Linked DNA regions of Sus scrofa: region 1 is linked to region 2. A link is a contact called in public HiChIP or PLAC-seq data. All regions are on one chromosome and are shown on one strand. The core of a region is the stretch at or near the end of the contact, and the rest is flanking DNA. Distances in the headings are between cores, read along the strand shown.

What was found. HiChIP or PLAC-seq counts read pairs in DNA pulled down with a chosen protein or histone mark.
Region 1: an H3K27ac HiChIP or PLAC-seq map of alveolar macrophages shows a contact between it and region 2. The contact joins the promoter of GDAP1L1 here to the promoter of FITM2 in region 2. A contact is called at or near these places in 2 of 5 promoter capture datasets (fetal liver and liver), 20 of 47 Hi-C or Micro-C datasets (blood, brain, embryonic fibroblasts and 10 more) and 2 of 2 datasets of contacts at active chromatin or transcription factors (alveolar macrophages and skeletal muscle).

Annotation. Positions count from the first base shown.
Region 1 is chr17:46,706,335-46,711,032 of Sscrofa11.1, reverse strand. It overlaps GDAP1L1 (ganglioside-induced differentiation-associated protein 1-like 1), which reads right to left and starts at 1,773. Exons shown (of 6, transcript XM_003360003.4): 1 at 1,384-1,773. The coding sequence starts at 1,563.
Region 2 is chr17:46,744,086-46,748,567 of Sscrofa11.1, reverse strand. It overlaps FITM2 (fat storage inducing transmembrane protein 2), which reads left to right and starts at 2,670. Exons shown (of 3, transcript NM_001128460.1): 1 at 2,670-2,851. The coding sequence starts at 2,679.

The DNA.
Region 1 (4,698 bases), core at 524-3,023, 37 kb after region 2:
GCCAAAACACTCCATGATGAATTATTGGGGAAGGTGGCTCTCCTGCTGGGCACTGTCTGGCCTCAGAGTCTATACTTTAAACTGAGAACTACTCAAAGGGGGATGGGTGGACCAGCATCATCAGCATGACCTGGTAGCCTTTTAGGATGCCACCTCTTTGGTCCCACTCCAGGGCTCCTGAATCACAGTCTCTGGAGTGGGACCCAGTATCCTGTGCTTGAACCAGAACCGTATGCTCAAGCCTGAGTAGTGCCAGTCTAGAACACTAAACTATGTCGGCTTGTCAGCAGTCCTCTCCGTAACCCTGAGAAGGGGTTGTGATTAGAAGAAATAGGTATTATTGTTATTATCATTCCCTTTTCCCGATAATGAAACAGCCTGGATCAAGAATTAAACCAGATAGTCTGGTTACAAGGCCCTTTCTCTTTACGGAGTCTGTTTCTCCATCTGGAAATCGAGTGAGTGGAACAAAAGGATCTCTCAGGGAGAAGAGAGGTCAAAGGGTCAGGCAAGGGCTGATGCTTAGGCCCCAACTGGACCGTGGCTGGGACCTGGCCATGGTGCTGAATCCATGTCCCACAGACAGCACAGCCACCCAGGGTGGGAGATTGCGCCCCTAGAGGCGCCCTGTCTTACAGGTGCAGTGCCCAGACCTCACCCCCAGGAAGCGGGAACCCTGATAACTCAACATCAGGCTCGATTCCCAACTGCCTTTTAGCTCCCTGGGTCTGAGAAGAGACCATGCAGCCCTCTGTGCCTTTAAGAGCAAAAAACACAAGATCTTATGGGCCGAGCTGAGCTGGGTTGAGGAGATGGGTTAACTCCTTCCTTCTCAGCTCAAGATTAGGGGGTGGGTTGGGGGGAGGGTTAGGGACAGACCCTTCAAGACCCAGAGGAATGCCCCCGGCCAGGCAGAGGAGCAGAGGAGCCTTGACCTGAAGGCCCAAGGTAGCCGGGACAGCAGCGCGGGGGGAGGACCTGCAATAGGACTCTCGGGGCTGGAAGCTGGACCCCAGGAAGCGCTCCTTCCCCTCCCCGCAGCAGCCGCCCCCTCCAACAGGCCGCCTTCCCAGCGGTGCCCATTTCCTTGCCCTTGCCTTTGTCTCTCTTCTCAGCCCCCCAACCTACTGGGTCTTTCTGGGAGGAAAAAAGGCAGAATGGATGTGCCTAGCATTAGGGACGGTGTTCCTGGGGCCCCAGACAAGGGCCCGTCACCTCCTGGGAGAGCAGCCCAGCATCCCCCGTTCTCTGGGCCCCGAAACCCCAGATTCTACCCTCCAGTCTCACCAGGTCTTCAGACCCCTTCAACCCTCGCCGGCCCCCTCCCCCAAGGCTCCTAGCCGCCGGCAGCACCCCGGCTCCCCAGCTCCCTCCGCGCTCTACCTTCTGCGAGCTGAAGGACTGGGTCCAGTGGTACAGAACCAGGCTCTCCTTGGGCCAATGGGCGTGGCTGGCCGCGGCGGGTGCGTCGGGGGCCTCGACCAGCTTGGCCGCATCGCTCTCCAGCGCCGAGATGGGCCACCAGCTGCAGTTGGTGGGGGTCAGGTTGTTGGGGGTCGCCATGACAGCCCGAAAGCGGAGGGAGGAAAGAGGGAGGCTCCGGCGGCGGCGGCTCTCTCGCCCAGCATCACATGGCCTCGCCGAGCCTGCCCCTCTCCTTCGCTCCCTCCCGCCCTCCCTTCCCCGTGAATGTCATTACTCACTGGAGTGGGGGAGGGGAGGGGGATCCCGGGAGCTCCTTCCCTCCTCCTCCTCCTGCTCCTCCTCCTCCCCTCCTTGGCCCGCCCCTGGCCCGCGCCGGAAAAGCCACCGCCAGTCCTCTGTCAGACTTGGTGGAAGGGTGTTAGGCGCCCCAGGGAAGAGGCCCATGCCCCCCAATAGCTCCAATCTGGCCTGCCACCTAAAAGAAGATTCCACCATTATAAACGCATTCTGCCTCTCAATCTTCTAAAAGGCAAATAGGAAACTGGCATTATAGAAATCCATCCCTTTTTTTGTACATTAGTGTCTGGAAATAGCTTGTCTCTCTTTGAAGCTGTTATTTTCTAACTCTTTTCCTGGAGGACCCATAAGGGCAGAAGGGAACAAAGATGATTTATTGAACACTTACATAGATAGCATGGACTCCTGTGCGTCCAGGCACTGTCCTAAGGGCTTGACGACCATCAATTCATTTAACCCTTGCAATAACCTATTAGCCTCATTTTACAGAGGAGGAAACTGAGGCATGGAGAGGGTACGCGACCTTACCCAGGGTCACCTAGCTAATAAGTGGTGGAGCTGAAATTCGAACCCAGGCTGACTGGCTCCAGAGTCTGCACTTTCAGCCATAAGGTCATAACATGACATTCATCTGAACGACAGCACAGCAAGCATTTATCAGCCCAAGTGCTGGACATGCATCATCTCATCTGATCTGCACAGTAATCATTTTTCCCAGAGGAGGGAGGTGAGGCTCAGAGATGTCAGTTCATTGGTCCAAGGTCACATCTTCACCCTTGGAGACAGGCACGACTAGAGGAACCTGCAGTGCCTTTGCTGTCACTTAGTTTATCTTAAACATTCATGGGAACATTACATAAAGTCCCTTAATATAGCCTTGCTGACCTTGCTATAATGTTTTATTTATTGTTGAGCAAATAGATGGTACCAGGAAAATAAGCATCTCAGTTTGTTCCTTCACCCCCACCCCACATCATGCTACCAAGGACTCCTGGTCCCATCATCATCGCCCCAGACCAATGAGCACAGCTCTGGCGCAACCAGTGTTCTTCCTTCTACCAGATAACAAAAGTTCTGTGGCTCATGGGTTTCCCTTTTTGCTTTGGTTGCCAGGAAGCTTGGAGCTGCATTCCAGTTGCCACATCAGCCTCCCTAGTTCAGCAAATGCTCTCTTCATGAAATTTTTATTTCATCCTCAAGATGTTTCACTCATCATTTGATTTTGCGAAAAAGGACATGGTGTGTCTTGAGGGAAAATTCAAATATCTGTGAAATCAGGGAAATAAGACCTTAGAAACTGGATCAATGTGGAAAAGCTGGGTCCCTGTCTGTATCTTTGACCTGAATGCATCCAGAGAGGCTGACTCAGAGCAGTCACACTGAAATATGTACTATTTATCTCAACAAATCTTAATTGTACACTCACTGTGTACAAAACACTTTTGAGGCAAAGTGATAAGACAAACTGGCCCGCTCTTTGCATGTTTTACTTAGCAATGCATCTTGGAAAGAGTTTTCTATCAGCAAAATTTCTTTCCATACTTTATAACAGGCCACACTGTATGTATGCACCACAAAATGATGGATATACATGCTGTTCCAGTCTTTTGTTATAAAAACAATGTTGTGGTGAATATCCTTATTCATATATACTTGTACATGTGTTTGAGGATAATCTGTATGATAAATTTCTAGAAGTGGAATTGTTGGATCGAAGAATATGTCTTTGCCAAAGTTTCCTCTGAAAAGCCTGTACCAACTCATACTTCCCACTAACAACCTACAAAAGTGCTCCTCTACATTCCTGCCAATACAGCATATTTTTAACTTTTTTTTTCTTTTCTCTGGGTGAAAAAATGGTATCTCATAGTTTTTATTTGCTTTTCTTTTTTGACATTTTATTATAAAAAAAAACTCAAACATGTGAAACAGCAAAGAAAAGAGCTCCACAAACACCCATGTATCTATCATCTAGATAGAATCATTGCCAAAATTCTACCATATTTGTTTAATTGGGGGGTGTGAGGACCTGAAGTATTTTGAAATAAGTTATAGATAGGGTATTTCATCCACTAAATACTTCAGAGTTACTTTATATCTAACACAGGTCATTTTCTTATATGAGACAATACCATTTCCCCCCCCCCTTTTTTTTTTTGCTTTTTAGGGCTGCACCCACAGCATATGGAGGTTCCCAGGCTGGGGGTCTAATCTGAGCCACAGCTGCCAGCTTACGCCACAGCCATGGCAATGCCAGATCTGCGCTGCGTTTGCGACCTACACCACAGCTCACGGCGATGCCGGAGCCTTAACCCACTGAATGAGGTCAGGGATTGAACCTGTGTCCTCATGGATACTAGTCAGATTTGTTTCCACTGAGCCACGACAGGAACTCCCTGATTGCATTGTCCTTCAGCTTGTCGCACTTCCCACCTCCAACCCCTGTATTTCTTTAAACTAGAACTTAGATCTAAAGGATAGATCAGGTTCAGCTTAAACGTTTTGAGGTCAAGCATTGAATGAACACCGTCGTGGGTGGTCCTGTGTGTTTTATCAGGCCTCACATCAGGAGTTCTGAGATGTCTTGATGTCTCACCATGAATGATGCCAAGTTTGATTCCTGGGTTAAGGTGGTGACTACATCTCTCCTCATGTCTATTTTCCCTCTTCCCACCAGAACCTGTGGGGATCCAGTTCCTCACCCATGAATCGTCCTTGACTGAATCAGTTAGTAAGCACTGAACAGTGATTTCCTAATGTTGTCCTTTCATCTGCATGTATCAGCTGACATTCTTCATTTGAACTTCATTAATTATGAGTGAAATTGATTCTCGTCTCAACTGTTTAAAAGCCATTTAAATTTCTTTCCCAGCGAGTTGTCTGTGTTTCCGTGGGGACCTGGGCAAGTGTGGCACTGCGTGATGAGTTCTTACTCTGGAGCAGGAATGAGGGGTTGTGCTAGAGTCAGGAAGGGAC
Region 2 (4,482 bases), core at 1,421-3,920:
ACTGTAGCTACTGGCCTACACCACAGCCACAGCAACGTAGGATCCAAGCCACAGCAACACTGGATCTTTAATCCACTGAGCGAGGCCAGGGATCGAACCTGCATCCTGATGGATGCTAGTCAGATTCACTAACCGCTGAGCCATGACAGGAATGCCTTCTTTTGTGTTTAACTGTTCTCTTATATAATGTGATTTTTAAATAACAGCTTTAACAATCGGTCTGCAGAATTTAACAGTTTGTTCTCATGGGCCTGTATGAATCTGTTCCAGCACACAGCTGCACTCACGTATTTCTTAATTTTTTTTTTTTTTTGTCTTTTTTGCTATTTCTTGGGCCGCTCCCGCGGCATATGGAGGTTCCCAGGCTAGGGGTCGAATCAGAGCTGTAGCCACCGGCCAACGCCAGAGCAACGTGGGATCCGAGCCGCGTCTGCGACCTACACCACAGCTCATGGCAACGCCGGGTCGTTAAACCCACTGAGCAAGGGCAGGGACCGAACCCGCAACCTCATGGTTCCTAGTCGGATTCGTTAACCACTGCGCCACGACAGGAACTCCCCTCCTTCTTAACCATTATGCAGCTTGCTATTATTTGGCTACCTGACAATCTTTAGGGGATAGAGATGGTTTCAGGTGCTATTCACAATCTACCTTCACAGTTAAAATATTTTCAGCTGTGTGGCTTTGATCCCCAACCATGGAAAACCAAATTAGTATAATTACCACTACATTTGCTTTTTAAAAAAATGGTATTGAAGTTGATTTACATTTGCTTTTCTAAATCTAACTCTTTGAAGATCCAGACATCTTGCTACATAAAAATTACGATCAGATAAATGCAATTTACAGGTATGAGGATCATCTTGAGATGGTTTTAAGGAATTAATACTTTCACTCTTATTAGTTGATTGACTCTCTGCATGAGAGAATTTAAACATCAATCTATCACAGGCATAAATCAGGCAAGTGTTTCCCAAAGTACGGTAGCTATCCCTGGACAGTGACATGAAATTACTTTAGGCAGCTGGAGATGATAAATATTTCAATAGAAATGTCTTTTTTTGTTTGCTTTTTAGGGCTGCATGCGCGGCACATGGAAGTTTCCAATCTAGGGGTCCAATAGGAGCTACCACTGCGGGCCTATGGCACAGCAGGATCCGAGATGCATCTGCAACCTACACCACAGCTCATGGCAACGCCAGATCCTTAAGCCACTGAGCAAGGCCAGGGATCAACCCGCATCCTCGTGGATCTTAGCCGGGTTCGTTAACCGCTGAGCCACAAAGGGAACTCCAGAAATGTCATTTTTGTAACAGAAGAAATACAGCTGGCACATAGAATCTATTATTCTATGGGTATTTCTGCTTGGGAGTCTATAAGTATTTCAGTTTTAAATGTGTATTGTCTAAAGAAAAATGTGAAGAAATAATAGTACTGGTGGTGTATGGACATGGCAGAAACAGTTCAAGTGGATACAGGGGGTTGAATGGTGACACCCCCCCCCCCCCGCGCCAAAGGACACATCAAAGTCTTAATCCCTGGGAATATGACCTTATTTGGAAATAAAGTCTTTGCACATGTAATGAAGGATCTAATGAAGTGATTATTTTGGATTTTGAGTGGACCCTAAATCCAGTGACGAGTGTCCTTATAATAGATGGAAGGAGAGAAGACACACAGACACGCAGAAGGGAGAAGACCATGGGAAGAAAGAAGTAGAGATTGGAGTGATGCAGCCATAAGCCAAGGATGCCCAGGACTGCCTGCAGCCACTGGAAGAGAGCCATGGAAGGTCTCCTTCTAGGAGCCTCCAGAAGGAACCAATCCCATCGACAGCTTGATTTCAGACTTCTGGCCTCCAGACTTGCCAGAGAATATATTTCTGTTGGTTTAAGCCAACACGTTTCTGGCAACTTGTTATGGCAGTCCTAGAAAATTAATACAGTGGCAAAGAAATGCCTCAAGGTTGGGAAACACTGAATTACACACCCAACCAGACCAGGGGATGAGAAGGTTTAACTCTGTGATAAATAAGTAACTGAGTCATCAACACCCTCATCTTATCGTCATTAACCCTCAGCATCCAGCATTTTCGCTCAATACAAGTATGTGGTTGTTTTGAAGGTGAAAATAAATCCAATAATTTTAAATGTAAATACGATGATTGTATGCATTTATATTCTCATGCAACTGTTTCTGGACACCACAATGAACCCTGAGTTCATAAATTAACTCTTGGGAAAGGCGATCTCCTCTTGTCTCTTCATTTTACAGATGAGAAAACAAAAGAGGCTGAGACCACTGTCCCAGCTCCTACAACGAAACGTTTATTCTTCCTTACCTCCAGCAAATATTCCCACAAACTCTTTTTCTTTGATCAGAGCAAGGCATAGAGGCTGAGGTTCAAACCTGCCTTACCCGGATGGAGCTAAGGTGATTTTCCGGGAGGTGATTTTGAGTGAAGAGAAAGCGACGAATTTGGAGTCAAGCGCGCTGCAGAGGCCGCCGGTGGCCAGGAGGGGGAGCGCGCGGGCTCCAGAACGCGCACCCTCCTCAAGGGCGGGGCCTGAGGGCAGCGCGCATGCGCTCAAAGGGAGGTGGTTTCGCCGGCCGGGACGAAGGGCGAGACGGTGGCCGAGAAGGCACGGGTCGGCGGACGGTGGCCGAAGAGGTCGGGCATGGAGCACCTGGAGCGCTGCGCGTGGGTCCTCAGGGGAACACTGGTGCGGGCGGCTGTGCGGCGGTACCTGCCCTGGGCCCTGGCAGCTTCCATGCTGGCGGGGTCCCTCCTCAAGGAACTCTCACCGCTGCCCGAGAGCTATCTCAGCAACAAACGCAACGTCCTCAACGTGTGAGTGTGCCCCGGGTTTCTCCTGTCCCCGCCGTAGCTACCGCTGTCGCCTTGCCCAGACAGCTGGGGGTTGGCTGCCCTGATGACGAGTCATTGGAAGGGGAGGTCCTTCTCCCCATCGTGACAGCAGCGTCTGCACGCGGGTCGAAATGGAGGGACCCCGAAATAGCTAGTGTCACCAGCAAGTCGCGTTTGCACACCAAACAAGACAGTCTGAGCTGACTGGGCAGGGGTGACGGGCAGGGAGGTGTGTGTGTCTGTGTGTGTGTAGGAGTGGGAGGTGGCAAGAGGGGATGAACCAGCTTCCCACCCCCACCCCGATTTCCTTTGGGTTTAGGGGTTGGCCGCTGCCCTGGGGAATATGCCACGTCTCTCCTGCCTGCCGGCATCAGACGCCGTGCCTCTGCCCTAAGTCCAGTTATTACCCCCTGCACCCCCAGCGTGACAGAATCCCATCACACCTGGGTAGGGTAGAAAGACCTGCCCTTCCCCCCACCCCCATCCTAGCCTGTGACAACCCCGCTCCAAGATAGTGTCGCAGGAGTGGAACCCTCCAGTCTATGACCTTTCCCCTGAATCTGCATGGATCTTCTTAAGCCACTCAAAGTTCCTGGCAGTGGCCCAGGAACACAATCCCAGCCAGGTTCTTTGAGATTTCTTAAGTCTACCCACCCCCTCCTTTAAAAAAAAAAAAAAAAAAAAAAAAAAAACCTCTTGGATTTTAAGGTTATTGACAACAACACTGTTGGAATAGTAAAGGGAGATTCTGAAAGATAAAAATTCTCCCTTGATGTGAGTTTTTTCTCTTCAGGATTATGGTGTCTGTGGCATCTCCCAGAAGTCAGTCCAGTTTTGGTTATCTGCTTAAAACCCTGGTTTCTCTCTCCAGCAGCTTCATCGAATACCTAACAGGTCATGGCTCTGGCCAGTTCCCTGCATATCAGTCCCAGGGAAGATTTTAGCGACAGGCTCTTGGGTAGTGTCTGAGACATTTTTGGAACCCAAGAAAGAGGCCTTCTGTCCTTGGCCCACCTTCCTCCCCCACTTACGAGGCTGGGCAGATTATGAAAGTGGTCATGGCCCCACATCTCTTGCATGTGTGTTCGCTGCAGCTGGTCCCAGGTCAGCCACCTTTGATAAGTGCAGGGGAGGCAGACAAGGCTGTTGCTGCTTGATCTGGCCTGGGAGATGCTGGAAGCTGAGCACCCTGGTAAAGTCCCTGTGGTTTGCAGGTTGCTATGGATTCTGGTGTTCTCTTCCATACCTCTGTGCTGGTTAACTGATGAAAGGGAACTAGTGAATCCTTGGCTCTGGAGGGGATTTTAAGAATCGATTAGGGGAGTTCCCATCATGGCTCAGTGGTAAAGAACTGGACTAGTATCATGAGGACTCGGGTTCGATCCCTGGCCTTGCTCATTGGGTTAAGGATCTGGTGTTGCCATGAGCTGTGGTGTAGGCCACAGATGTGACTCGGATCTGGCATTGCTGTGGCTGTGGTGTAGGCTGGCAGCTACAACTCTGATTTGACCTCTAGCCTGGGAACCTCCGTATGCTGTGAGTGTGGCCCTAAAAAGACCACCAACAACAACAACAAAAGAATCGATTGGTCCCCCAATTCTATTCAGCATTTG